5 separate regions of the Sus scrofa genome follow, and regions 2, 3, 4 and 5 are each linked to region 1. Evidence: chromatin contacts called from public Hi-C, HiChIP or PLAC-seq and promoter capture Hi-C data. All regions are on one chromosome and are shown on one strand. Each heading gives the region's core, a stretch centred on a gene start, on an enhancer-like site or on the middle of the called end of the contact. The rest is flanking DNA. Distances are from core to core; before and after follow the strand shown.

Region 1 (5,576 bases), core at 1,954-4,453:
GACTGGTACTGACAAATATTTAAATGGAAGACTCTTGCCCAAGTGTCCGGGGTCTTCTTTTCTAGCCAGCCACATTTTTTAAGGCCTAGCTCAAGACCCAGCCTCTTCACTGTGCTCTTCCACTCCTTTAAATGACTTGTATCCTTGCAGAGGGCCTGGACTTTGGGAGCAAGCTGAGTGCAATCGTATGGCAGCAGCTAAGATGAAAATAGACTCAGAGTAGGAAAAATAGGATACATTTAAAAAGTTTATAGATTAGGTCCACAACATTGGGGAAACTTACAAGGCAAGAAAACTTTTAATAATCAGTCTGTCTTGACATGGGCTGTGGTTTAAGCTGCAGACACTGCTCGGATCTGGCATTGCTATGGCTGTGGTGTAGGTGGGCAGCTATAGCTCTGATTAGACCCCTAGCCTGGGAACATCCATATGCCACGGGTGTGGCCCTAAAAAGACAAAAGATAGAAAGAAAAAAAAATTTGGTCTCTCTTCTCCAAACTGAGATGGTTTTCTTTGGCTTTTAGGAAAACCCCAACACATGCAGTCACTCTTAGTATTGGCAGGGCTTGGGACAAGACTACACATGGAGGCCCATACACTGAATGCCTCATATTTAAATGTGCTACATCAGGCTAACAAATGTGGCACACCCACTTCCTGTCTCATCCTAACCTGGGCTCCAGCCAGTCCAGTGAGGAACCTGTGGGCTCACAGGAGGGTCAAGTTCCATCTATACCCCAAAGGCCCAGGGATGTGCATACTGGCAACTCTTAAATGACTATGAATTACTGCCCACCTTCTCCAAGCAGGCTTCAGGCTGTCTACACTTAGAATTCAGGATCCTTCGCACCAAGTGTGTTCTAGAAGGCCAAGAGGGCATGCCCATCAACCCCTCGGCCTATCAGAAACCTTACCGCAGGGGTTGGGTTGGGGTATGGCAAGAGGAGGACTAGATTGGGTGCCAAGACCAGGATCCTTCTTGGCTGCATTTAAGAGCTACGTTGTACACACTATCTTTTTCCAGAGTTATATTTTATCACTGCATTCTCTAACATTCAAAGAACTCTTGGATATGATTTTTTACAATAAGGCTTCCCAAAATATTGACTGCAGTAGCTCAAGCAGACTGAACGGCCCAAAAAGAATGTTCTCACTGAGCAAACCCAGGCTTGCTCAGTGAGATCCCTCAAATGGGTTGTTCTCCTGTCCTATCCAGCTTTTTTTTTATTGGATAAAGCAAATTACAGATTATGTCCTGACAAAGGAAAAGCAGAGTTTTCAAAGACAGTTGAGAGGGAAGTATAATCTTCTGATGGCTTCTAAAGGGGGCAGTTTAGCCTGGGTTTTTTAGATCAAACCCAGATCACTTTAGTTTATCCCAAGTGGGGTAGGAAGTTGACACCTTCTCCAGTTTCCTTAGAGACTGCAGGAGTTGGGATCTGACTCAAGAATACCATGAAGGTGATGCATTCAGGGGAATAACCCCACAAGGGGAGTTAACACACCTGGTTCTTCCCTTTACCTGGCTGTTTGATTGAGAGGTCACTTCTCTTGGGACTGTTGCCTCCTCTATGAAAGAAAGGCTCAGTCTAGATGATTCAGAATTTTCCTTGAAGTGGGGCACCTGGGGAACTCTTGAGCGTTCTGATCTTCCAGGAAGACCTTCAGGGTGAACATGGCTCACTTGTATCTGTTAAAGTACTTGAAGCTCTGGGTTCCACCTGGCTCCAGGAGCATCCTCCAGTACCACGATGTACCTACCAGACCAGGCTTGATAACCATCACTGGGGCAGCTTTCCAGCCTGAGGTGTTCAATGGCTCTCTTTGTTTTTTTTTAATTAATTAATTAATTAATTAATTTTTGTATTTTTGCCTTTTTTAGAGCCACTCCCGAGGCATATGGAGGTTTCCAGGCTAGGGGTCTAATCAGAGCTGTAGCCAGCGGCCTATGCCAGAGCCACAGCAACACGGGATCCGAGCCACGTCTGCAACCTACACCACAGCTCAGGGCAATGCTGGATCCTTAACCCACTGAGCAAGATCAGGGATCCAACCGCAAATTCATGGTTCCTAGTCAGATTCCTTAACCACTGCGCCACGACAGGAACTTCTCAATGGCTCCCTTTAAAGAGACAAATTATTACTATTCAAATACCTGCACTTAATTTGGGTCCCCAAATGACAGCAACAATCCCTTGTAGGGGAGAGCCAACCAGGTGTTAACTGGTGCATTTAACCAATTACATTTAGCTTTGTGTCTCTGAGAGCTATTTGCTTCATTATTAATCAAGCTGGAGGCAATGACGGAGGTGCTACCCTGAGGCTGAATAGAGTTCAAGGTTTGGGCAAATTCTGAAGAAATTATTTACTTAGTGTAGATGTGACCGCAAAGAAATTCCAATAAATAAATAAATAAGTAAACAAGCAAGCAAGCAAGACTTGGAGTTGAGCATTGGGCTGTAAATTTTTCTTGACATAACTGCCATTTTCTTGAACCTACAGCATAATAAGGACTGTACAGTTGGGGATATGGTATTTGTTTCCTGAGGCTGTTGGGAGGATGTGTGGGACATCCCGGATAAAACACTGCGTGGCCCCCCTTTCTCCACTCCGCAGTAAGGCCGGCGAGGAGCCTGCTCAGAGCCTTCCTCAGGGGAGCAGAGAATGTCTGTCTCTGGTCGGTCTGCCATAAAATAAGGTCTCGATAAATATTTACCAAGTGAATGAATGGTTGCCTGCTTTTCTCGTTCTTTTGTTTAATCACACTCTCCTTTTAGGTTCCTACAATGAAACCCAGGCCCCTGCATGCTGCCGGTTCCACTAAGGTGTGGACATAGGGTGAGTGGAAGGGGGAAGAAGGGTAAGGAATGAGTCAGGGAGGCCTGGGATCCAACACGTGAGGGGAGAAGAGAAAGAAATTCTTAGAGGCGCAGGGCCAACAAAGAGCCAGACGCAGGCAGACTTAAGCAGGAGCGCCCCGGGGCCGTGATCTGCAGCCGGGACGGGCCACCAGCGCGCCTCCGGCTCAGCGGTGTCCAAGCCGCCGCCCGTGGAGGGCGAGGCGCCCCCAGCCCGGCTCAAGGCGCTGGTCCGCGGCCCCCGCCCCGGGGCGGTGCCGGGAACACGCGGCGTCTCCGCGGGTCACGTGGGGGCCGCTCCGCCGGGCGGCGCTGCCGCTTCCCGATCTCGCCCTCCCAGTGGCGGGGACGCGGCGCTCGCGCTCCCGCCGGAGCCCGGGGAAGCGGAGACTACGAGGCGGCCCGGCCCTGCGCCCACATCATGCCCGCAGCGGAGCGGGCCGCCGCCGTCCTCGTGGAGCTCGCGGAGGCGACGATGCTGCGGGCCGCGGGGCCGCGGCAGCGAGGGTAGCGGGGCTAGAATCGGCCCCGAGGCCCCGGAGGCGGGTGGAGCAGGAGGGGGAGCGGCAGGCATCCTCCGCGGCGCGGCGGGCGGGCGGCGGCCCTGCTGCCCCGGCGCGCCCCTGGCCCGAGAGCCCGGAGAATGCGAGCTGCGCTCCCCGCCGGCCGGCCGCCTCCCCCAGCGCCGCACGCCCGGCGCTCCCCGGAGCTTCTCGCGTCGCCGCTGCCCCCCAGCTGCGGGCGCCTGGCCGCTGGCTGCGCTAGGACCCGCCGCCGCTGGTCGCGGAGGGCTGGTGGGAAGGGAGGAGCGGGAGCTAGAGGGCCCCAGAGACTGGCGCCTGCCTGGGCGCAGCGCGGCATGTAGCTGCGGGCGCCCGCGCCAAGGTGTCAGCCCGGGACCCCACCATGGCTGGGACGGACAGTGGGAACCTGAAAACGGTGAGGCTGTGGCGGGACGCCGCCCTGCGTGCCAGAAAGCTGAGGAGCAACCTGCGCCAGCTCACCCTCAGCGCGGCCGGGGGCAGCCCAGGTGCCGACCAGATCGACTCCCCCGACGCCCCCCAGCTGGTGCTGCCGGCCAACATCGGGGACATTGAGGTGCTGAACCTGGGGAACAACGGCCTGGAGGAGGTGCCCGACGGGCTGGGCTCTGCGCTGGGCAGCTTGCGCGTCCTGGTTCTGCGCCGAAACCGCTTCGCCCGGCTGCCCCCCGCGGTGGCGGAGCTGGGCCACCACCTAACCGAGCTGGACGTGAGCCACAACCGGCTGAGCGTCCTGGGCGCCGAGGTGGTGAGCGCCCTGCGTGAGCTGCGGAAGCTCAACCTCAGCCACAACCAGCTGCCCGCCATGCCTGCCCAGCTGGGCGCGCTGGTCCACCTGGAGGAGCTGGACGTCAGTTTTAACCGGTTGACACACCTGCCCGACTCCTTCTCCTGCCTCTCCCACCTGCGCACCCTCGACGTGGACCACAACCAGCTCACGGCTTTTCCCCGGCAGCTGTTGCAGCTGGCGGCCTTGGAGGAGCTGGATGTGTCCAGCAACCGGCTGCGTGGCCTACCTGAAGATATCAGTGCCCTGCGTGCCCTAAAGATCCTGTGGCTGAGCGGGGCTGAGCTTGGCACCCTGCCCAGCGGTTTCTGCGAGCTGGCCAGCCTGGAGAGCCTCATGCTGGACAACAACGGGCTGCAGGCTCTGCCTGCCCAGTTCAGCCGCCTGCAGCGGCTCAAAATGCTCAATCTCTCCTCCAACCTCTTTGAGGAGTTCCCTGCCGCACTGCTGCCCCTGGCTGGTCTGGAGGAGCTCTACCTTAGTCGCAACCAGCTCACTTCAGTGCCATCCCTGATCTCTGGCCTGAGCCGTCTTCTCACCCTGTGGCTGGATAATAACCGGATCAGATACCTGCCAGACTCCATCGTGGAGCTGACCGGCCTGGAGGAGCTCGTGTTGCAGGGGAACCAGATTGCTGTGCTGCCAGACAACTTTGGCCAGCTCTCCCGGGTGGGCCTGTGGAAGATCAAGGACAACCCGCTGATCCAGCCCCCTTACGAGGTCTGTATGAAGGGAATCCCCTATATCGCAGCCTACCAGAAGGAGCTGGCTCATTCCCAGCCGGCGGTGCAGCCCCGCCTCAAGCTGCTCCTGATGGGCCATAAGGCTGCAGGAAAGACCCTGCTCTGTCACTGCCTCACCGAAGACAGAGTGGAGGTGAGCCAAGGAGAAGGGGAAAAGGAGAAGAGCTACCCCGCTTCACCTCCTCCTGTGAGCAAGGGCATTGAGGTGACCAGCTGGACAGCGGATGCCTCCAGGGGCCTGCGGTTCATCGTGTATGACTTAGCTGGGGATGAAAGTTACGAGGTGATCCAGCCCTTCTTCCTCTCCCCGGGGGCTCTTTATGTGCTGGTGGTGAACTTGGCCACCTATGAGCCACTGCGCTTTCCCACCACTGTGGGCTCCTTCTTGCATCGGGTGGGGGCCCGGGTGCCTCATGCCGTGGTGTGCATTGTAGGCACGCATGCCGACCTCTGCGGGGAACAGGAGCTGGAGGAGAAGTGTTTGGACATTCACCGCCAGATTGCCCTTCAGGAGAAGCGTGACGCCGAGGGCCTAAGCCGTCTAGCCCAGGTGGTAGATGAGGCACTGGCCCGGGACTTCGAGCTCCGCTCTGCCAGCCCCCATGCTGCGTACTATGGCGTTTCAGACAAGAACCTTCGGCGGCGC
Region 2 (5,576 bases), core at 1,107-3,606, 110 kb after region 1:
TAACTAAATAAAAGGACACCAACCATAAGTGATGCAGGATTACATCCTCGACCAGAATTTTTCTATTGCTAAAAGAGCAATAAGTAAACAATTGATGAATTGAAATAAATTCTGCATATTAAATATTACAACAGTTTCATCATTAGTCTTCTGATTCTGTTAGGTCTAGCATGGATATCTATAAGACAGTTTTTAGGGAATACATGCAGACATTCTTTAGGGGGCATCAGTTTGCAACACACCATCAGATGGTGCAGAAAAAAATAATATACATATGAGAGAGAATGCAAATGTGTTAATAGTTGGGAAATCTGGGTGACAGGCATACTGGAATTCTTTATTCTATTTTTAATAACTTTTCTGTAAACCTGCAACTATTTCAAAATAAATGGTAGAGATAGTGAGAAAAAAAGAAAAATTGTCTTCTCTCTTTCTCAACTTCTCTCTCCCTGCCTCTTGTCTCTCTCTCCCATCCCACAAACCCACACACAGAAACATGTCTAAAGGAAGTGTAGCAAAAGCATTAATAGCATTTATATCTAGACAGTGGGGCATTACGTTTAAAATTAGTCTTGCAAAGACAATAAAAGCAAAAATAAACAAGCGGAGCTATAACAATTTAAAATGCTTCTACATAACAAAGGAAACCAAGTGAATGGAAAACAATGAAATAAAGAAGCTGCCTCCTGAACAGGAGAAAGTATTTACAAGTCATATATCTGATAAGGGATTGATTTCCAAAATATACAAAGAACTCATATAACTCGATAGCAAAAAACCAATCTGATTAAAAACCGCGCAGAGGATCTGAATAGGCATTTTTCCGAAAAAGATATACAGACAGTCAACAGGTACATGAAATGTGTTCAACATCGTTAATTACTAGGAAAACGCAAATCAAAATCACAGTGAGGTACCATCTCACACCTGTAGGAATGTCTATCATCACAAAGACAAGAAATAACAAGTGTTAGCAAGGACGTGGAGAAAATACTGCCATTGTGAACTATTGCTGGGAATGTAAACTGGTAAAGCTGCTATGCAAAACAACATGAAGGTTCCCCCCAAAATTAAAAATATAACTACCATATGATCCAGCAATTCCACTTCTGTGCATTTATCCAAAGGAAAGAGACACTAAGCAGTAAAGATACATGCACTCTTATGTTCACTGCAGCATTGTTTACAATAGCCAAGATATGGAAGCAACCTTAGTGTCCACCTATGGACAGATGGATAAAAAAATATATATGTATATATGCAATGGAATGTTATATACCATGCACATGTATATATGCAATAGAATATTATTCAGCCTTAAAGAAGGAAATACTGCCACTTGTTTTTTTTGTTGTTTTTTTTTTGTCTTTTTTTTCCTTTTCTAGGGCAGCTCCCACATGGAGGTTCCCAGGCTAGGGGTCGAATTGGAGCTGTAGAGGCCAGCCTACGCCAGAGCCACAGCAACGCAGGATCTGAGCCACATCTACAACCCACACCACAGCTCACGGCAATGCTAGATCCTTAACCCACTGAGCAAGGCCAGGGACCGAATCCACAACCTCATGATTCCTAGTTGGATCCGTTAACCACTGTGCCACGACCGGAACTCCAATACTGCTACTTGTGATGAACATGGTTTGACATGCATGAACCTTGAAGGCATTATACAAAGTGACATAAGACCAAGAAAGAGAAATGCTGTATTTTCTCATTTACATGTGGAATCTTAAAAAACAAAAACAGAGGGTAGAATACTGACTGCCAAGAGCTAGGAGGTGGGGGAAATGGGAGAGGTTGGTCAAAGGGCATAAACTTCTTGTTATGAGATGAATCAGCTCCCAGGATCTAATGTTCAGTATGGTGACTACAGATAACAATACCGTTTAGTACACTTGAAAGTTGTTAAGAAAGTAGACCTTAAAGGTTTTCATCATCATGTCGACAACAACAAAAAGGTAATTATGGGAGGCAAAGGATGTGCCAACTAACCTGATTGTGGTAAACGTTTTGCAGTATATACGTGTATCAAGTAATCATGCTATACCCCTTAAACACACACAATGTATGTCAGTTACATTTCAATAAAGCTGAGGGGGGGAAATAATAATAAAATCAACCTTTTTATGCTTTTATGTTTCACACATAATCAACCACCGATATGTATTTATTCTCATCATATACATACATTTACAACTTTAAAATGGGCCACCAAGGGCTGTGGCTGTGATCTGCCCTGAGGGCCCCTCTGCAGTGTCAGTTGGCTTGTCTGTATCACGACTCTCCCCACACAGTTACACCCACGTGGGCTCCACCAGCAGCTGTGGCTGGGCCAAAACTGGCCTCAATGGGATGGTGATAGTAAGACAGCTGTACTCTCAAGTGACTTGAAGTGTCACATGTCTTTCCCCTGAGGCCATGAGTATACCGTATGACGGAAGAAACTAAAAATGGCAATGTGCATACTCTTTGGTGTAGAAACACCCTGTCACTTTCTGGGAGCTGAAGAGTTCCAGAAAGATGAAGGTGGAGATTGTCTACGTGGTTAACGTGTCTCTGATTTTTTTTAAAGCAAATTATTACTTGTTACGGATTTATAGTACACGTCATCTTAATCTCTGGGTGTCTTGGAGAACCACCCAAGTTCTTTCCCCATTAGTTATAGTTTTAAAAATAAATTTTAAAGTAGCACTTATCACAGTGCTGGGCATATCTCATAGAGAACCAATAAATACTCTTCTGATGAACTGATCAAAAAATGAATCCAAAAGGTGTGAATGACTGGCATGAGAAGAAAACTTTGCAGTCCGGGTTTTAAGGTTTGGATTATGCAATAGGTTTGACAGTTTCTGACCAATTTATTTAACAATTTTCCAGTCTGTGCCAGTTGACTGTGGCCTCAGTGGGTCACTGAGTTTGCCTCTGGCTGCAGGCAGGAACAGGTCACACACTGGGATCTCAGCAGGCAGGCTGTACGCCAACATTCTGCAAAACGTCCAGAAAGGGCTTTCACAACTTAATGCTGAAAGGCACCCTAAAGTTTATATCACTGAAAATTCAGCCTTAATAGATCAACCTCTTCATCCCACAAAGCTAGGTCTTCAATTTGTGATTTTAGAAAGAGAGACATGTTCAATTCTAGACTCTTTTCATTCGTTTCTGTCCCTATGAGGGATGATTCTCTGAATTTATTCTCAAAGTCTGCAACCATTTAAATATGGAGACAAATGCTTAACCCACTCATTAGAGGAATTAGACATGGATTTTCTTCTAACCTGCTTTTTGAGCAGCCTCTTGGTTGGACTCAGACAACCCAAGATATACTTTTGTGTAAAACATCATGCTCTTTGAGAAAACCTAACTGATTTTCTGTTTACAAAATATTTCAGAAATCAAGGTAAAAGCCTTTAGAACTAAACCTTGGAAATTTTAATTTCCAAATATTAAGAAAGAAATGTATGACAGTAAACATGTATTATTCTGTCTTGACATCTGGCATTGTGATTAGTTTCTTTCCAGAAAATAACTTTAAATCATGATGTGAAGTTAAATGTAAAAATCTAACAAGAGAGGAAAATGGCTTCAGGATCTTAGAATTCAAAAGTGTCTCTGCTGTTTGCATCAACATTCCTTCTCTCATGAGTATTCATAATTCCATCACATTTCAGTCATCAAACAGCCAACACATAGAGCTACCTAAGGTGACATTTGTACTGATTTAATACTTACAATAATCTTGCAAAGAAGGTACTATTATATTCTTTTTACAGATAGACAGCAAGAGTCAATTGCCTGAAGTAAATAAGTAATCAAAGGCAAAGCACAGTTCCAATCCTCTGACCTGACTAAAGGGTACAAAATTTTAGCAATTGCATTTTACCATATGTCTGATTATTATCAGAGGCAAATTGGGAGAGGGTAAAATTAAGGTATTGGGCAATAATCTTAATGGTAGCTAACTCTGACCAATCCTCAGAGGTCAAATTTCTGGGGTACCAAATTCCTCTTTGAGGAAAGTAGCAAAAGGGGGTGGGTTTATCACGTTCTGCGAGAGTTTTGCATTCTGCTGAGCTGCATCGTGGTTGCAGTCAGCAATTGCTGTATTCCCTTCAGCTGTCTTGTACTCCTTTAGCCCCCTCCTGTTGAGAGTTTTGCGGTATGCTGCGCCACCTGGTGGATACTGTAAGCAACTACCCCTTTTTTAAGCATACATACATCACACTGTCCTGCTGCGCTTTGCGGTCTACTGCGCCACCTGGTGGTTATTGTTAGGAATTACTCTATTCTCTTCATCTGTCTTGCAAGTCTTCGCCCTATCCAGCTGTTTTTGCATTCAACTGCGCCACCTGGTGGATGCTGTTAGCACTTACTCTATTCCTTTCAGCTCTCCTGTACGTCTTTGTCCTGTCCTGCTGAGTTTTGCGTTCAACTGCACCACCTGGTGGATGCTGTTAGCAATTACCCTATTCTCGTCTTGTACTCTGCCCTGTGTTCTGCTGCGCCACCTGGTGGTTACAGTTAGCAAGTGATTTATAATCACTTTAGCTGTCTTGTATACTATTTATTGCCCTGTCCTTCTGAGTTTTGAGTTCTGCTGCACCACCCTGTAGTTGCAGTTAGCAATTACTATATTCCCTTCAGATGTCTTTTACATGCTTGCCTTGAGATTTGTATTCTGTTTTGCCACCTGGTAGTTGCTGTTAACATTTACTGTATTCCTTTCAGCTGTCCTATATTTCTTTGCCCTGTCCTGAATTTTGCATTCTACTGTGCCACCTGGAGGTTGCACCTAGTAATTACTCTATCCCCTTCAGCCATCTTGTACATGCTTCCCTGAGTTTTGTATTCTGCTGCACCACCTGGTGGTTACAGTTAGCAACTGCTATATTTCCCACAGCCTTGTACTTAACTTGCCCTGTCTGGCTGAGAGTTCTACATTCTACTGACAGCTGGTGGTTGCCATTAGCAATTTCTATTCTTTTCGGCTCTTTTGCACTTCTTTGTCTTGTCCTATTGAGTTCTGTGCTTTACTGTGCCACCTGGCGCTTGCAGTTAGCAACTGCTATATTCCCTTTATTTTGTACATGAATGCCTTGAGTTTTGTATTCTACCCGCCACCTTGTAGTTACTGCAATTGCTATATTCTCTGCAGTAATCTTGTACTTTTCTACCTGCCCTGCTGAGATCGCTGTGCCACCTTGTGGTTGCAGTTAGCAATTACTCTATCCCCTTCTGCTCTCTTGTGCATGCTAGCCCTGAGATTTGTATTCTCCTGTGCCCCTGCTGGTTACAGTAAGGAATTGCTATATTCCCTTCAGCTGTCTCATATTGCTTGCCCTGTCTTGCTGAATTTCACATTCTACTGCACCACCTGGTGGTTGCTGTCAGCAATTACTCTATTCCTTTCAGCTGCCTTGTATTTCTTTGCCCTTTTCTGCTGAGTTTTGTGTTCTGCTGTGCCATGTGGTGGTTGCAGTCAGCAGTTATTCCCTTCAGCTGTTTTTCACATGCTTGCATGAGTTCCATATTCTGCTGTGCTACCTGGTGGTTACAGTTAGCAATTGCTATAGTCCCTGAAG
Region 3 (5,576 bases), core at 1,962-4,461, 92 kb after region 1:
TAAGGGTAAGTCTCTGGGAAGCAGAGAGCGTTTCTTAAACTAGGTGAGGACTTCCTAAAGGCCTTGGTGAGTTTAGGGAAAAAAGGGGGTTGGGACGGGTTTGGGATGAAGAGATTCCAAAGAGCAGGACATTTTAAGATTAGAAATCTTTTACTTGTCCAGAATCAAGATTTATTTAGGAATTAAGAATAAGAAAACTGCTCAATTCTTTGGCTCAATTTACTATAATGTATATATCGGTAACCTTAGATTCTTTTTGGAAAAAAAAAAGTCATTAAAAAATGTACTCTAATGTTATTTAAGAATATAACATCAGGATAAGCCCAGGTTGATTAATACAACAAACAGCTTTTTAAAAGCAGTGTTTATATTTCTTTTCTTTAAGGCATTTTGATAGGCTCTGGAGTTATGCTTCCTGAGTTTGAATCCTCCGATTTGCTAGTGCTGTAACAGGTGCAGATTTAAGGAAGCACTATCTCATGGGGTTGTTCTGTGCATTTAGAGACCATTGCAGGGGAAGCCTTCAGCATTAGTCCTTACACAGAATAAGTGGTACTTGATAAATCCGGTTGCTGTTATTTTTACTAGAAACATAAGCAGCATACACTGGGGATGGCGTACAAAGGTAGTAATAAAAAATTTCAAAATGCAAATATACATGCTAGAGTCTAATCCACTCACTGACTTACCTAGGATTGCGTAGCTCATTGGTTGAGGTGTCTACACAAGGCAGGTAAACGCGTGTATAGGAGAGAATGTTGCTTCACCTTCACATCCACCACCACAAAGCAGTCAAGGTGAAGTACATGATGATCTATTTATGAGGCCACCTGCAGTCTCTGAGTAAACATCAGTCTCTAACCCGTCTTTCTGGAACAAAGAGGACATGAGTGGGATCATTCATATTGAGGTTGAAAATGCCCAGTGCCTGGACAGACTTTGTATAGTGTGGGAGTGGAAAGTCAGAGATTCACTAAGGCCGACAGATCAGGAAATGACTGCTGTGGGGAAAAAAAAAGTGTATTACAGTTCCTTAGAGGAAGGGGCACACCATGCCATGGGGGGGGGGGGGCTGCCCAGGGAAACACCTGTGTGGCCAGGGGCCAGCGGGAGAGGAAAGTGTGAGTAGGAACCTGCATTGTGGTTTTTACGGGAGGTACGGGCAAGGCAGGGGAGAAGGCATAGGATGGGCCAGTTTGGATAGTTTCCATGGACTCGGGGGCATAAAGACAGTCCCACGTTGTCTGGAGCATGGCCCTGGCATGATTAGGGTAGATGGACTGCAGCCTGGAGTGTGAGAGCTTGATAAAGGGGGTGGTTGGGGGCGTGGGCTCTGGATTCACTGGTTTGCAGTTGAGAAGCACAGTCACACTTAGGTTGTTGACTCTCTCTGGGGACTAGCTGGCTGATGCTGGGAGGGGCATTCCGCCAGGGTGGGCGAGGCCCTGGAGGTCAGAATTTCAGAATACAGAAAAGACTTGCTTAATGGTATAGCTTCCTTTTCAGCCTAAGCTCCACATACCTTGAATGCTTTTGCCGCATCCTAGGAAGAGCAGGTTCCATAGCCTGAGAGGAGGCTGGGCTGAGCCTCCCCATACCGACTTTTCCTTCAGCTCCAGGCCTCTGTCTTCATCATCCTAGCTGGCAGCTCCCTTGGATGTTCTGTAGGCGCCACAGGTGTGCGTTCTGTCTTCCTCCCCCAGGGCTCTCCACAGTCTGTGCCTCTTGTCTCTGGGGGTGACATAGCCTGGCACCATCTCCCAGGCTGGGAGTCTGTCCATTCAACACCTCCTTTTCTTCCCTCCCATAAGCAGCCTTCCACTAAGAACTGGTACCCCATCTTAGTAGTGTGTCTCGAATGAGGGAATTCAACTACCGAACTTTCTCTTCAGCCTGTGCTTTCGTCTAGGTCCTCCTGTCTCCGCCCTAAGACTGAGTCTCAACTGGCATCTTCCTCCCTAGTCTTTTTGGCTTTCTATCCAATGCCATCTTTCAACATCAGACCCCATCACTTCTCTTCCTACTTTAAAAGCCCTGAATGACTTCCTGCTGATTAGGGGCTCAAGTTCAAAATCCTAGGCACGACACACAAGGCTTCCCCATTGGACCCCACCACCCTTCTGATGTGTGACACCACCTTACTGTGGGAGGGTTAGCCAGGCTTAAGTTCTGGCTGGCTCTCAGTTCACCACTAGCTGCTTCATGTGTCATTTTTGAGAAGCCATCCTCAGCCCTTCTAACTGTAATCAGCCATTCTTTCCTTCACATCTCCTTTTTATACATCTCCTTATGAAGAGATGGTAGTGATCACTACACCTTATGGTAATAATCTCATAGTACCTGGGCTGTTTTTCTGCCTGTGACTTTTTCATCACATCTTTTTTTTTTTTTTTTTTTTTTTTTTTTGCCTTTTCTAGGGCCAATTCCTGCGGCATATGGAGGTTCCTAGGCTAGGGGTCTAATCGGAGCTGAAGCCACTGGCCTACGCCAGAGCCACAGCAACGTGGGATCCGAGCCGCATCTGTGACCCACACCACAGCTCACAGCAACGCTGGATCCTTAACTCACTGAGCAAGGCCAGGGATCGAACCTGCAACCTCATGGTTCCTAGTCGGATTCATTAACCACTGAGCCATGACAGGAACTCCTTCATCACATCTTATTCCTCATTCATTCAGCAGATCTTTGTTGAGTGTCCTCTACTAGGCATTATGCCAAGCATTGTGGGTACAGAAATAACTGAGACCCTCAAGAATCCAGTAGAAATGGGAATCAAAGGCACAACCAGACAAACTTGTGTCTGATTCCAATTGAAACATGACACCTCCAGCAACAAGTGTATCGAAGTCCTGTAGGCACAGAGACGAAAGCACTCTGCCAGAAGAATCGGGAAAAGTTCCAGGAAATAGCATTTGAGGTGGATCTTGATGAGGGCAAGTTTGAAATGGAGGCATAGTCAGAGGCGGGGAGGCTTGTGATCAATGCTTTTTTCCCTTACGTGCCTAAACAGGAAAAAACGACATCCATGTGCAGAATGCTCAAACCAGTTTTCCTTTTTTCCCTTTGAACACTGGGGTATTCCCTCTAGGTGTCCTTGATTACATATCCTTGTGTTTCTCAGTCTTACGAGTGGCTCAGGGGAGCAGACAGCCAGACACAACTGTCTGCCTTTCCCCAGGTTTGCTAGAGTCAGTAAGAAAAGCATATGCATAGCACCTCTCCCACTCAGAGCCAGAACTCGCTCCACCAGCATTAACCACTTGGCTGGCATGTGTGTTTTCACGCTGCCATTCTCCTTATGGTTAGATTAATTATGTTATTACTTGAATTTGAGGCAGTTTTCAAAACTTTCTCTACTGGGAAGTTTAATATATTAATAGGCCTTCAAAATGTCCACATGGCCAAGTGCCAGAGAAATGTGAAACTATCCCCAGGGCCCCAAATAGTCCAGTCTTGCTTTCAGTCGTCAAGCATACTTTGGCGTCAAATAACCCTCTTTAAAGGGCCCGGCCCTGCCGCTCACTGGTGTGTGTGCCCTTGGGGAAGTTATTGGACCTTAGCTCCTTTCTTGGTGAATGCAGAAAAAGGGAAAGCTTACCTGATGGAGTGTTAAGAGTTAAGGACTAATCAAATAACACAGTATGGGGAATGGTGTGATTCCTGGCATGTAGTGAGCATTTAGTAAATGGAAGGTGTCTATTTTTGGTGATGTTGTTATTGATATTATGCTCAGCCAGTTCTTGTGTGGGCTGGAGAAATGTCTTAGGTAGATACTAAATTATCAGTTTCCATAAAATCAGGCAGCTTCAAGAGAGAGGCAGGGTGGAGGGTGGGGAATGCGGGTGGTAAGCCCTGTACCTCTTTGTATGTTTTATTAAGTGTTGCCACAACACTTTAAGTATGTTGCAAGTCATTATAGGATAGCTAAAATATGGGGGGGGGGACACTTGATGTGTTCTTGTCTGACCATTTGGTCTGAATGGAATGCCACTTTAATTAGCTGAAGATACGTGGTTTCTTCATTTTATATTCATCTAACTCCAGCTTTTAGTTTGACAGCCTTTAATTCAAGTCAAAGCATGCTTTTTAGTCTAGATAGACACCCACTCTTACTTCTTAGTACAGAGGCCTACTTGCAGAGGGTAATTTTGTGTGTGTCTGTGCATGTTTCTTGAAAGGAAGCAGTGCTGTGTTTAGAGTTCAAGGTTCTTGATCAGAAATCTAGTTAGGCTGTGAAACTACAGTGGAATAGGTAGAAAGAGCTAATTCGTCTAGTTCTCTCTTTATGTCTGAACTTGGTGTCATAAACAGAAATGTTTGACTAGGTTTCTAGTAAAAAGCCTCTTTCCTTTGTAGAAACATTAATTGCCTGACATTTGCAATTTTACACAGAGCTCTAGAAATAGATATGGATATCTGTGCCAAAAAGATTTATATTGTGATTTGTTCTTATAACTGAGAGTATCATTTCCTATTTCCTTTCGTCATTTCTGTGCTTTCTTCTCATCTACCCACATAGGAAGAACGTTGGTGAAAAGCACAGAAACCAGTGACTTTTATATGGCTGTGGAACTTCCATGGAGAAAAGAGCATCAGAATGTACCTGGACCATCTTTTGTACCCGGCAAACCCTCCACGCTCCCAGGCATATTCTGTGACTTCAAGTGCATACGTGTTTGGGGTGCTTTCAGGGGAGGAAGCACACCTAGCCTGTAGACAAGATGGGGAGGGGCAGGGGTGGGTAAGGATGGGAGAGAATATGGAGCAAATGTTTTACAACCTGAACCTCAGAACTGTGATCCTCCAGGGAGAGCGCTACTTGAAGAAAAGAAAAAAAAAAAAAAAAAAAAAAAAAAAAGTCGAATGGCTTCTCAGGGATTTTGTTTTCCATGCACATATAAGCCATAGTTCCAGTACAGGTGGCAGTATTTAGAGCACTCAGATTTCAGTTCTGTTAAATGTGAAAGAGCGATCAACTGACCATTCATTGCTGTTCCGTAACTAGTGTAAAATATGTATATGTTTATCTTTATTTTTATAATATGCAAATACATTTAAATTTATACAGGTTGAAGCTTCTAGCGTTAGTTAACACTGGGTGCAATATTCTGATGAGAACTGTGCCAAGATGGGGCTGATTTCTTATTTTAGCATAGGACCTTTTTGTTTTTATTCTTTATTCTTTAATCCTTTGCAGATTAAAAAGAAAAAGATCTCTCTCTCTCTGCCCATGGATGAAGTGTTGGTTCATAGAGGTTGGCAGTAATCAGCAAGAACTTTAAATATATGTTTCAGGCAATGTCCCCTCCCCTCCTTTTACATAAAGATCCCTGCCTATAAACCACTGGACAAGGTAATAGGATTATTCCTTTTCTTTGCCCACTAGTGCCAGGCAGTCTTCCTTGCTCTAGGCTTTGTGATAACTGCGAATTGTCACTGGGTGATGGTGTGATGGAGGCCTGGTGTTAGGACTCTTCAGGGGAGGGGGATTACGGAATCCACAAATCCATGGAAAACCAGAGTCTTGCAATAGCTCAAGATAATCAGGAGTCAGTTCTGAAGCATATATATATAAA
Region 4 (5,576 bases), core at 924-3,423, 77 kb before region 1:
AAAAGGGAACCCTCCTGCACTGTTGGTGGGAATGTAAGCTGGTACAACCACTATGGAGATTAGTATGGAGATACCTTAGAAATCTATAAATAGAACTACCATATGAACCAGCAATCCCACTCTTGGGCATATATCCAGACAAAACTTTCCTTAAAAAAGACACTTGGGAGTTCCCATCGTGGCGCAGTGGTTAACGAATCTGACTAGGAACCATGAGGTTGTAGGTTCGATCCCTGGCCTTGCTCAGTGGGTTAAGGATCCCACGTTGCCATGAGCTGTGGTATAGGTCACAGATTCTGCTCGGATCCCACATTGCTGTGGCTCTGGTGTAGGCCGGCAGCTACAGCTCCAATTAGACCCCTAGCCTGGAACCTCCATATGCTGTGGGAGTGGCCCTAGAAAAGGCAAAAAGACCAAAAAATAAAAATAAAAAATAAAAAGACACATGCACCCGTATGTTCATTGCAGCACTATTCACAATAGCCAACACATGGCAACAACCCAAATGTCCATTGACAGATGACTGGATTAGGAAGATGTGGTATATATACACAATAGAATACTACTCAGCCATCAAAAAGAACAAAATAACACCATGTGCAGCAACATGGATGGAACTGGAGACTCTCATGCTGAGTGAAGTAAGTCAGAAAGAGAAAGACAAATACCATATGATATCACTTATATCTGGAATCTAATATAAGGCACAAATGAACCTTTCCACAGACAAGAAAATCATGGACTTGCAGAATAGACTTGTGGTTGCCAAGGGGGAGGGAGTGGGGGTTACTGGGGAACTTGGGGTTAAGAGATACAAACTACTGCCTTTGGAATAGATTAGCAATGAGATCCTACTGTGTAGCACTGGGAACTACATCTAGTCACTTATGACTTGAGCATGATAATGTGCAAAAACAGAATGTGTACATGTGTGTGTAACTGGGTCACCATGCTATACAGTAGAAAAAAACTGTATTGGGGAAATAACTATTAAAAATAATAATAATAAAAATCTTCTTGGTGCAGAAAAGGTTTCTTTTGATAAGCACCTACTTACTAAGTTATTATTAAAACATATTTTCTTTCATCTTGAAACAAATTGTGTTTAAAAAAAAAAAAAACTTTAAGGACCAAGCTATTAATCCCTTTTTCATCACAGAAAATGACGATTCAGGAAGGGCGGAACCCAGTCAGATTCATGTTACTAAAAGATCATTCTAGTTGCTATGTGAAAAGAGCAAGAGCTGGGAAGCCTCTTATAAGTACCCGCACTAAGAGGTGCTCAGCATCTCTGTATTATTAATGGTATTATTTACACTCTGCAGCGCTAGTCAACAAAAAATAATTATCTGTCAAAGAAAATAAAGTTTTAAGACTGTTTTTGCAACTTTGCCACTGTAACGAAGATTGACCAGTGAGCTATCAAAAGCATTAAGAGTATCATATAAAGTCCACAGGAGAAAGAAGTAAATGGGCACAAATCAGAGACAAAGCTCCAGCTAACAGACACAATACTTTCTGCCAAGGCTGGGAGGTGGGCTTAAAGTCTTAGGAAGTGACATACCTAGAACATTTGGCGAGATTTTTAAAAGCACAGGCTAATTACGAACTAGGGCTACAAAGAATGAAAACAGGAACCGTGCCCCCCCCCCCAATGTTTACAGAAGAATTCCCACTAAAATAACTTCTAAAACCGCAGTTCACGTACTTCTCGTCTACTGTTTACTCACTTCCAGAGGGTGACTAGGACCAGAGAGCGCTCCATGACAACCACCCAGAGTAAAGCTCCCAGAGTTGGGGACCGGGAAGGCGGCCGGGGCTGGGGTCCTAGGGTGCGCAGGCTGCGGTTCCTGCGGGAAAACCCTCGAAGACTGGGGCGCGCGGACGGACTCTCACCTCGGGATTCCGATGCTGCGGCTGCTCCCCGCACTCCGACCCCAGCGACCCGCGCCGCGCGGGAGCCAGGGCCTCGCCGCCGGGCTGGTGGCTCTGCTCATCCTCCATGCTGCGTGTCACCTAAGAAGAGAACTGCTGGTGTCCGCCACTCGCTAACTCTCACTCGGCCAAGCCCGAGAGCCTCGCCTTTCTCCGTTGAAAAATTACCGGGCTCGCGTTCCCGCGGCGGCGGCCACACAAACTCCAGCGGACACCTCCCACTTCCGGGAGCGTAAGGCGTCCAGACGCCGCGCAGGCGCGGTGAGCCGGCTGGCGGAACGCGAGCGCTGAAGCTGACCGGAGCGGGGGGGAGGGGCGAGAGGAAGGCGCGCGCGGGAGAAACTGGGAGTGTGCGCTCCCGGCGCGGAGTTAAGGCTAGGCCAGAGTTCGGACCCTAGAGCCTAGAGGTTGCCACTGGAGGAAATGACCCGTCACCGTCTACTAAGAAGAAAATGATGGGCGCCCTGGAGAGAGATGAATTTTAACCGTAGCAAATAACATTTATAAAACAGTCTTCATTTTCCGTAAGGCATTTAAGACATCCACTCTGGACAAGAAGAAATGGGTCTGGACTTATTAAGAAACTGAGCAAAGTATGTGAAACAACTGTTTTCAAGAATAAGCAGTTAGGGACCTTTGTACCTGAGAGAAAAGAAACAAACAAGATGGGCCTTGTATCACCCTGGCCACCTGCTGGGAGGTAGTTTCCAGTTCAGAAGTACAAGGAGAACTCAGAGCCTAGGGTCTTGGGTAAAGACAGGGCTGACTGAGTGGAGAAGGCAGGGATTGAATTTGGGAATTTGAAGAGAGCAAGTTGGTTGGGATTTAAGAGGCAGAGTTCATGGAGAAAGCTTCAGAAATCTGCATAGGGGCACCCTTGCATCTTTAGCTGAATACAAATCAGTGAATATTTCATGTGAAACTCCTCAAGGCCAGGAAAGAACAATTATTGGGGAGCAGTAAGCCAAACAATTCTCAGAGCTCACACAGGACTTGGGAATCATTTGAATTCTCTGGAGCAGAAGTGGAGAGACTTCGAATTCATGGAATGTGCTATAGAGACCCCCAACGAGTCATGCCTTAGTAGTGAGGTAAACTTAGCTCCAGACTGGCCTCTAAAGGAAAACCATTGTAGCTCCTTCAACAGCTTAAAGACAAGCTCTGGTAGAAGCAAACTGCTCAGTAAGTAACTTAAGTGCCTGCCAAAGCAAAGTCTAATACTCTCTATGATAAAATCCAAGATTCAACAATATTAAATTCAACATATCAGGCATCCAGTCCAAAATTAATAGACATACCAAGTAGGAAAATATACAGTAAATAAAAATATATCAGGAGTTCTTGTTGTGGCCCAGCGGAAAGGAATCCGACTAGAACCACGAGGTTGCAGGTTCGATCCCTGCCCTCGCTCAGTGGGTTAAGGATCTGGTGTTGCTGTAAACTGTGGTGTAGGCTGGCAGCTGTAGCTCGGATTGGACCCCTAGCCTGGGAACCTCCATATGCCATGGGCATGGCCCTAAAAAGACAAAAGTAAAGAAGATTCAGTAGTAGGGATTGACTGATCATTTATCTATCCTTCAAATGATGGGCTTATACATTAGTACTGTTGCCAGTATCTGTGAGAATGCTAAGACACAGTAACCATTCAGTCATTGAACAAATATTTATTGAGCACCTTCTATGTGCCAGGAATTAGCATTGAACAAAACGAATAAAACTCTTGGCCCCACTGAGCGAGTTTATATTCAAGAAGTGGAATAAAGACAACAAACAGAAGAAATAAGTACAACGTTTACAGTATGGAGGGAAAATATGCAGGTAAGGGGAATGGGGGGATGCTCCTTGGTAAGATGGAGGTAACAGTTATAAATAGAGTGGTCCTGGGAGATCTTTCTGATGATGTGCTCTTTGAGCAAAGACCTGAGGGAGGTAAGGGTACAAAGTATGAGGCTATCTGGGGGAAGAGAATTTCAGGCAGAACAAGCAGCAAGTGAAAAGGCCCTGAGCTGAGAATGTGCCTGAGATGCTCAATACCACTATGTCCCATACTTTCCTTTGATTGTATGGTATTAGCATGTGAGAGACCCACATTTTGTAAATGTTGGCTCTGCTGATGCTCTCCCTGTACAGTGAGGGAGAAGCCCAATGATGCTAGTGCCTTCTGCCTAAGAAAATAAGTGCCCTTGTTGGACAGCTCAAGAACAAAGCCTCCGTAAGTGTTTCAGGTGTGGCACATGCCTAAAACAGAGATTCTTGAATCAGTTATTCTTTTAATAACCCCAGTGAAAAACAAACCTACCTTTCATTTAGCATTAATGTCCCTGGATTAATCCACTGTCCACTATAGATCTGTGTATTGAAATACCAGGTATTGTAAATTTTTCTAGGCTGAACTAAACATGTGTAGAGTAGAATGTCATTTGTTTCTAGGTCATTCACCCATGCTGCCTGGTGCCAATGTACATTTAGTTCTATATGTTTATGTTTGTATCTGAGTACCCTGCTCTGTTCCATTGTCCCTGTTGTCCTTGCCTCACTGTTTTTATTGCTTAGCTCTGCAATGTGTGTGTGTGTGTGTGTGTGTGTGTGTGTGTGTGTGTGTGTGTGTTTGGTTTTCTCTCTCTCTCTCTCTCTTTTTTTTTTTTTTTTTTTGTCTCCTTTGTCTTTTTTTTTTCTTTTAGTGCCAAACCCACAGCATATGGAAGTTCCCAAGCTAAGGGCTGAATCAGAGTGTAGCTGCCAGCCTACGTTACAGCCATAGCAACGCTGGATCCCAAGCTATGTCTGTGACCTACACCACAGTTCACTTCAACGCTGGATCCTTAACCTACTGAGCGAGGCCAGGGATCAAACCCTCAACCTCATGGTTACTAGTCAGGCTCATTAACCATTGAGCCTGCAATATGTTTTAATATCTTCTAAAACAAGTTTCTCCTCCTTACTCTTCTTTTTCAAGATTGACTTAGCTATTTATGGATTTTTGGTCTTTCACCTATATTTGAGGATAAACTTATTTGTCCTTAAAATCCCAAAAAAATTATCATTGAAATTGAATTCACTAGATTAATTTGAAGAAAACAGACATATTAAGTCATCTTTTGAAAAATATAACTGTTTATTCAGATCATGTTTTATAAAATTTTACAATTTTCTCCATAGAGGTCTTGTCCATTCTTGGTTAAGTGAATTTCCTAGATACATTATGGTTTTCGTTGCTGTTATAAATGGTATATTATTTTATACTATATTTAAATTTTAGTTTGGTTATTTATGGTGAGAAAAAGAATTAATTGATTTTTTATAATGCCTAAGCTCCCTTATAAATTTTAAGTTTTTTTTATTCTGCTGTTTTTTTCTAAGATGGACAATCATATTTCTATAAATGTTTTAACTTTACTTTTCCTACCTTTATACCCCTTTATCTTTTTCTTTTCTTACTGCATTGCCCATAGGCCTTGGTGATTTATAAATAGTAATGGTACCAGTTCTGAACTCAGGGGAGTTGCATATAAAAATCTCTATTTAATATAAGGTTTTTTGCAGTTTCCAAGGTCTTTTCCTTTAGTATTGTAAAAGTATTACTTTATTTTCTTCTTGTATCTGATGTTGCTTTGAAAGTCTGATATCAGCATGACTTTTGA
Region 5 (5,576 bases), core at 801-3,300, 73 kb after region 1:
GTGCGCCCCACTAGTGTCAGATTTGGGACCACATCCCTGAGAGAGCTTGAGAAGCCGCTTTGTAAATGCCGTCAATTTCTGGACTCATCAAATGATCAGTCACTTATTCACCATCATCTCATACCTGCTATGGGCCCAGCACTGCTTTCATTGCTTGGATCCCACAGTGAACAAGAGGAATCCCCATACTTGTGATGCTTACATTCTAGTAGAGGAGACACGCCATAAATCAATACATGTTAGGTGGACAGAAATACCATAAGAAATATAAAAGAGGGGACAGAAAGTGGGTGACTAGGAGGTGGGGGTGCTGTTTATACAGGGGGGTCAGGGAAGTTCTTCTTGAGGTTTTGATATCTGAGACTGAACAAAGCAGGGATGGGGAAGCTCAGTGATTAGAATGAGGTCCTGAGGTAGGAGTTTGCCCTGCAAGGAGGCCAGTGAAGCCAGGGTAGGAGAAGGGAGATGACATAGGACCCTGTAGATGTGTGAGTGACAGAGGAGGCGGTGGAGGGTCTGAGCCAAGGAGTAATGTGACCTGATGTGCATTGAGGGAGCCCCTCTGCTTCAGTGGGGAATGGACTGTGGGGGCAGGAGGTGGCAAGGACCAAGGAGCTGATGACATGGTAGGATGCCAGTGGGTCTGAAGCTGGAACAGGATGCAGCGATGTATTCAGTGTGTGGTGTGAGAGAAAAGGGGAGGGAAAAATGACTCCATTTTTGTTTGGTTGGTTTTTTTTTTTTTTTTGTCCAAAGTGACTGAAGAACAGAGTGGACGTTCACAGACACAGGGAAACCTGGAAATGGAGTAACTTGGTGGGGGGTGGAGCCAGTGGGAGTCAAGAGTTTGATTTTGGGCACGTCAGTATCCAAGTGACAGTGTTTGATAGGTAGTGGGATCTCGGTGTGATATCCAGGCAAGAGCTCAGGACTGGGGGTGAACTGAGGCCACAGCCAAGCAAGCAGACCGAGCTGCCCCCAGAGGTGGCTCTTTCCCCTGATGAAGCCAGTCCTGTTTGGGGGTCCCATACATTCTAATGGGTGTAAACACTTTCATGTTTATGTTTTTTTCTTTGTGCTGAGGCTTCATTTGGAAGCCAGCTGTGTACCTCCTTGCAGGAAAAGGTGTATCTGAAAGATAAGAAAAATAAAGACTTACATAATTCAAAAAGAATTCTTTCTTACCAAAGAATTTTAAGGTTATAGATTTTAATTTGGTCAGTTTCTATGCCATTAACTATTAGGAAAAGAACTACTCCTATTTAAGACTGAAAATGTGATCACTGGTTAAAAAATGCATGTGCATATTTCTCAAATAACCTAGAGTGGAAAAAAATGCTTTCTTGTTCACAGTTGCAATCTGGGTTTTTGTTTTGTTTGCTTTTTAGGGCTGCATCTGTGGTATATAGAGATTCTCAGGCTAGGGATCAAATTGGAGCTGTAGCTGCTGGCCTACGCCACAGCTTATGGCAACACCAGATTCCCAACCCAGCCCACTGAGCAAGGCCAAGGATTGAACCTGAATCCTCATGGATACCAGTCGGACTTGTTTCCATTGCGCCACCACGGGCACTCCGCTTTTTGTTTGTTTAAACTGGCCTCAGGTCCAGGCTGGATCTTCTGGGAATGAAAACTTGGATGGGGGCAGGGGGGTAGATAAAGAAAAACTCCTGCTGGAAGAGGATCCGGGCTGGAACAGGTTCCCCTGTAGTGTCTGTGGGTCTGACTCTTAAGTTTGTGGGGTTTTTCAGGGCCCTGTAGGGGCTTCTCAGAGAAGCTCCCCCCTCACCCAGAGTAATTCATTCCTCCTCCCCACTACCTTCCTCCAAGGGAAATGAATTTGCAGGAATTGTCATCATCTTGCTTGTTTGGAGACGTGAAGCAAAGGATCACTCCTAAGGACTTCAGGTCGTTCCCTAAGTCCTTCAAAATCAGGTCAGTTTTGACAAGCCTGCCTGGTCAGCATTTCAGCTTTCAGTTCAGGTCCTAAAAGTTCCTCCCATTTTCAGCTGAAAGGAGAACGCAGGTTGGAGGGAGGCAGTTTTAGTCTGAAGGCTTTTGGGAAACTGTCTGCATTCACTCCTCTGAGCCTGGAATGGTTTCCAGTAAGAAGTAGGTGACAGGCTATCCAAATAAAGAGTAAGCTTTTGAAAACACTCCAGTCCAGCGGCATGGGGGCTTTTTTATGATCCTGACTTGCATGTTGAGAGCGGGAAGGCCAGAGCTGGGTTTGGGCTCTGTTCCTCCGCCCTGCCTCCTCGCCTGAGTGCACTTTGATCTATGAAGCATGTCTCATCCTCAGCCAAGTCGGCTAGAACTTTATCCAGAGCAGGAAAAGGAGAAATATTTTTCCTTTCTTGGGTGGATTTGTATTTATATAAACCCTTAGCAATGGTGATGGAGCCAAGTGGCCGGCACAGCGTCTGAGGCGAGCTGGAATGAATGAATGGCGGGAAGAGGCAGGGCTATGTTTCCCTGTGTCCCCAGTCAGCTCTGACTTGGGTCAGACCTAGTAAAGGTCAGTAAGGAAAGAGGGTGGTCTAAGACCTCAGAGGCATTTTGCTGAGGGATGTGCTCGTACACAGGGCCATTGATGCAACAGGTCGAGCGGAGCCAGCAGCTGATAGGTTAACCCCAGATCATAACTCCAGTGAGGTATCTGTATGTGTGTGAACGATTGGGTCACTTTATTTCTTTGCATGTCATCACTAAGAGTATAAGCTTGTAGACGACCTCTGAAGCTCAACCTTCTCGTAGTGTTACTAATTTACCTCCATGAATCTGTCTATACCTTTTTGGACCAGCCCTTGCCACTTCTCAAGGCTATTTACTTTTTTATTTCTATTTCTTTTTTTTTAATTGAGGTGAACTGATTTAACATTAGGTAAGTTTCATGTTTCCAATATTGTATTTCTTCTATGTATGCTCTACAGTGCTCACCACCCAAACTTTAGTTTCCATCCATCACCATCAATTTGTTCCCCTTTGCCCTCCCTCCATCCCTTTCTCTCTGGGAACCACTATTCTGTTGTCTGAATCTGTGTGTTTGTCTTTGTTTAGTTCAGCTTGTTCACTTATTTTATTTTTTTACATTCCACATGTGAGTGACATCAGATGGTATCTGTCTTTCTCCGTCTTATTTCAGGGCAGCGAATTTTTACAGTAGGCTTACCATCCATATGAAAGCTTTCTTGCCCTAAAGCCCCCTTATTTAAGCTTCAAGTAGTGCCTTGTGGTTCTTTGTTTCTAGGATACAATGTGACTCCTCTTTGGCCATTCTAGAGAAATTTTGTACAGAATCTAAAGACAGGATCTCTTATTCTTGTAATATGGCGATTTGTCTACTATCTGCGCGAGTCTGAGGAAGTGCTGATACCAAGTGTACTGAACGTTAATATAAAACAATCTTTTATTTTACACCATTGTAGGCACCTCAGATTCTGGCAACGTCCCTGGAGTAATTCTCCTACTTATTAAATTAATAAGTGCCACAGGAGCCAGGTTCACCTGCTGTCCCAGAATGTTTGTCCTGGCCCCTAGGAATATTTATTTTGTGTCTGTTGGGGCCTCACACTTCAAAGAGGAATCTTCCCACAGTTTCTCCCTGGCATATCATCCCAGTGCTGCGATGGACACTCAGAGAAGGAAGCTCCTCAGGGACCCTGGGACTCTTTCTGCAGGTGGAGGAAGTCTAGGCAAAAGAGCAGCCTGGAGAAGGAGGTGATGGGGGGGCCTTTTGTTCCACTGCAGGTGATGGAATGGGGGCCTGGGGGGTGGGGAGGGAATTTCAAAGAGCCAAGCATGAGGAAACGGTGGGGAAGAAAGGTACAGAGGGTTGCATATGTACAAATAAAAACACACAAAAAGAAAAAGACATTAGGAAAAGGAAATGTAAGCTTGTAATGTGAAGGAAGGAGATTTGCAAAAAAATTTGTCAGCAAAATTTTTACCCCTTGAACTTTTGCCAGATGTTTACCCTGAAGTCCTAGCTCTTTTGATCCGGAAGAGACCTGCATGCTGATCCATCCAAGAGGAGACCCCTGGACCAAATGCCACTCTTTTTGGTGTAGCATACTCAAGATATTTAGTCACCTCCTTCTGTCCCTCAAACAAAAAGCTTTTTGTAATTAAAAGCAAACATTACTCTGAGGAGAGTCATCCTCTGTCAGGAACTGGGTTAAACAGTGAAAAGCTAGGCCTGTCTGCACCAGATGGAACACCTGCCATAAAAAGAAAAATTCAAAGTATCCGGTCACTTGTGCCTGGCGTCAGGGACAGGCTTGGCTTCCATTGCATTACTCATCAGGAGCATCTGAGGGCTTTACAGGTTAGCTTCATTTTATGAGTCAGAGAAGAAACTAAGAATGTGGCCTTCGTTTTTCCTTCTGCCTCTGTCACCACTGTCACCACCTTGGAGGATGTTGGGAAGAAGTCGAAGTGCTGAAATTTCATTTGCTCAGGGCAGCCTAATTAATGAGAGGCCATGAAGACTCGCTGAAAGTAGGTAGTGAGCTGTATCCTTAGCTCAACGTCATCTCCAAGAACCCCAGCTGACCTGCTTCTGGGGTTCTACAGACCTCGGCTTGTACATTGTACTTTTTTAATGGTAAGACTTGACCAATTGTCCACAAGCCTTCAAGGATAGAAGGTCATTTCCAAGTGATTTTTAAAAAAAAAAAACAAAGTCACGGCATTTAGAGTCAAAACTGGACTTGAGAACTCAACACATCTTGGAGCCAGAAATGCCTTTACACTGTCAAATTGCCTAGAACTCAGTGGCTTCCTATATTTTGAAGACTGGCAGGGCTATATATGGTGAAAATGAAAACACAGTTCTGAAAGAGATTCACAGTATAGGGGACCATTGCAGTTTAGGGGACCACTCTCGTGGTCCCAGGACTCCCTACGAGTATATGATGTGGTCAAGGGCTGGAATGATATCTGTGGGCCCCTCAGCTGACTCCCCAGTGGCTCAGCAGTGTCTCCCAGGGCACCTCTCCAGTTTTGATGGTATCCTAGCTGGCTTCCTCACTGATTCAGCAGCATCCCATGGGATAGCTTTTCAGGGACTCTCAGTTGGTACCCCATCCGGCTTCAGTTCAATAGCATGCTCCCTGCCTTCCCCTCCCAGACAGCTTCCTGGGGAAATTTTCTCACCCAGAGGACAGTTCCCTGCCAGCTTCAGCCAGCTGACTGTGGACCAGTCTGGTCTGGGCAACGCAGCAGGCTTTTCCCCCATTCAGGGGCTGCACCATATTCTATCCATTCAACAAAGTCTAAATCTCAGCTTTGCTGTGGCCTCCTCACACCCAAGTTTTTCTTTCTTGGCTGTTTTTCTTCAGCTGTAGGGTATTCTGTAGAGTTCACCCTTCATTCGTCTTGGTAGTAAATTCTATATAATAGGTTAATAATTATTTATATTAAACCTTATTCTGTGGTTGTCCGACTAGACCCTCACTGATCAGTACAGCCAGCAAATCTTAGCCAGAATTGGAACTAAGGCTATCTGATTCCAGAACTAAACTACTTCGTATTATTTCTCTATGAGCAGAAATTTCATATACATTAACTTGATT

Evidence for each region. Promoter capture Hi-C pulls out the DNA fragments that hold promoters and counts their contacts. Hi-C and Micro-C count contacts between places; a contact is called where the count stands out from the background. HiChIP or PLAC-seq counts read pairs in DNA pulled down with a chosen protein or histone mark.
Region 2: a contact with region 1 is called in a promoter capture Hi-C map of fetal liver, with 5 times the contacts expected there. The contact joins the enhancer-like site here to the promoter of MFHAS1 in region 1. A contact is called at or near these places in 2 of 5 promoter capture datasets (fetal liver and liver), 21 of 47 Hi-C or Micro-C datasets (adipocytes, adipose tissue, alveolar macrophages and 12 more) and 2 of 2 datasets of contacts at active chromatin or transcription factors (alveolar macrophages and skeletal muscle).
Region 3: a contact with region 1 is called in a Hi-C map of skeletal muscle, with 3 times the contacts expected there. The contact joins the enhancer-like site here to the promoter of MFHAS1 in region 1. A contact is called at or near these places in 1 of 5 promoter capture datasets (fetal skeletal muscle), 8 of 47 Hi-C or Micro-C datasets (adipocytes, embryonic fibroblasts, fetal liver and 5 more) and 2 of 2 datasets of contacts at active chromatin or transcription factors (alveolar macrophages and skeletal muscle).
Region 4: an H3K27ac HiChIP or PLAC-seq map of alveolar macrophages shows a contact between it and region 1. The contact joins the promoter of ERI1 here to the promoter of MFHAS1 in region 1. A contact is called at or near these places in 2 of 5 promoter capture datasets (fetal liver and liver), 6 of 47 Hi-C or Micro-C datasets (embryonic fibroblasts, epiblast stem cells, liver and 2 more) and 1 of 2 datasets of contacts at active chromatin or transcription factors (alveolar macrophages).
Region 5: a contact with region 1 is called in a Hi-C map of liver, with 3 times the contacts expected there. The contact joins the enhancer-like site here to the promoter of MFHAS1 in region 1. A contact is called at or near these places in 3 of 5 promoter capture datasets (fetal skeletal muscle and liver), 4 of 47 Hi-C or Micro-C datasets (brain, embryonic fibroblasts, liver and 1 more) and 2 of 2 datasets of contacts at active chromatin or transcription factors (alveolar macrophages and skeletal muscle).

Annotation. Positions count from the first base shown.
Region 1 is chr15:56,197,252-56,202,827 of Sscrofa11.1, forward strand. It overlaps MFHAS1 (malignant fibrous histiocytoma-amplified sequence 1), which reads left to right and starts at 3,204. Exons shown (of 3, transcript XM_021075967.1): 1 at 3,204-5,576. The coding sequence starts at 3,765.
Region 2 is chr15:56,310,160-56,315,735 of Sscrofa11.1, forward strand. The region is part of intron 1 of LOC102160389 (a long non-coding RNA gene); the gene reads right to left. Among named protein-coding and RNA genes, the nearest start is that of MFHAS1, 110 kb to the left of the region's middle. Within about 2 kb of position 2,357, at least 6 of the 83 cell types and tissues checked have an H3K27ac peak or open chromatin away from gene starts, as enhancers often do. A contact at or near this core is called in fetal liver and fetal skeletal muscle, where this site is marked.
Region 3 is chr15:56,288,805-56,294,380 of Sscrofa11.1, forward strand. It overlaps MFHAS1 (malignant fibrous histiocytoma-amplified sequence 1), which reads left to right. Exons shown (of 3, transcript XM_021075967.1): 3 at 4,520-5,576. The coding sequence ends at 4,553. It overlaps LOC102160389 (a long non-coding RNA gene), which reads right to left. Exons shown (of 4, transcript XR_002339377.1): 2 at 1,523-3,002; 3 at 690-870. Among named protein-coding and RNA genes, the nearest start is that of MFHAS1, 91 kb to the left of the region's middle. Within about 2 kb of position 3,212, at least 9 of the 83 cell types and tissues checked have an H3K27ac peak or open chromatin away from gene starts, as enhancers often do. A contact at or near this core is called in fetal liver, fetal skeletal muscle and skeletal muscle, where this site is marked.
Region 4 is chr15:56,121,347-56,126,922 of Sscrofa11.1, forward strand. It overlaps ERI1 (3'-5' exoribonuclease 1), which reads right to left and starts at 2,174. Exons shown (of 7, transcript XM_021075032.1): 1 at 1,897-2,174. The coding sequence starts at 2,004. It overlaps LOC106508273 (a long non-coding RNA gene), which reads left to right and starts at 2,260. Exons shown (of 3, transcript XR_001305012.2): 1 at 2,260-2,528; 2 at 3,625-3,753.
Region 5 is chr15:56,271,786-56,277,361 of Sscrofa11.1, forward strand. The region is part of intron 1 of MFHAS1 (malignant fibrous histiocytoma-amplified sequence 1); the gene reads left to right. Among named protein-coding and RNA genes, the nearest start is that of MFHAS1, 74 kb to the left of the region's middle. Within about 2 kb of position 2,051, at least 24 of the 83 cell types and tissues checked have an H3K27ac peak or open chromatin away from gene starts, as enhancers often do. A contact at or near this core is called in brain and liver, where this site is marked.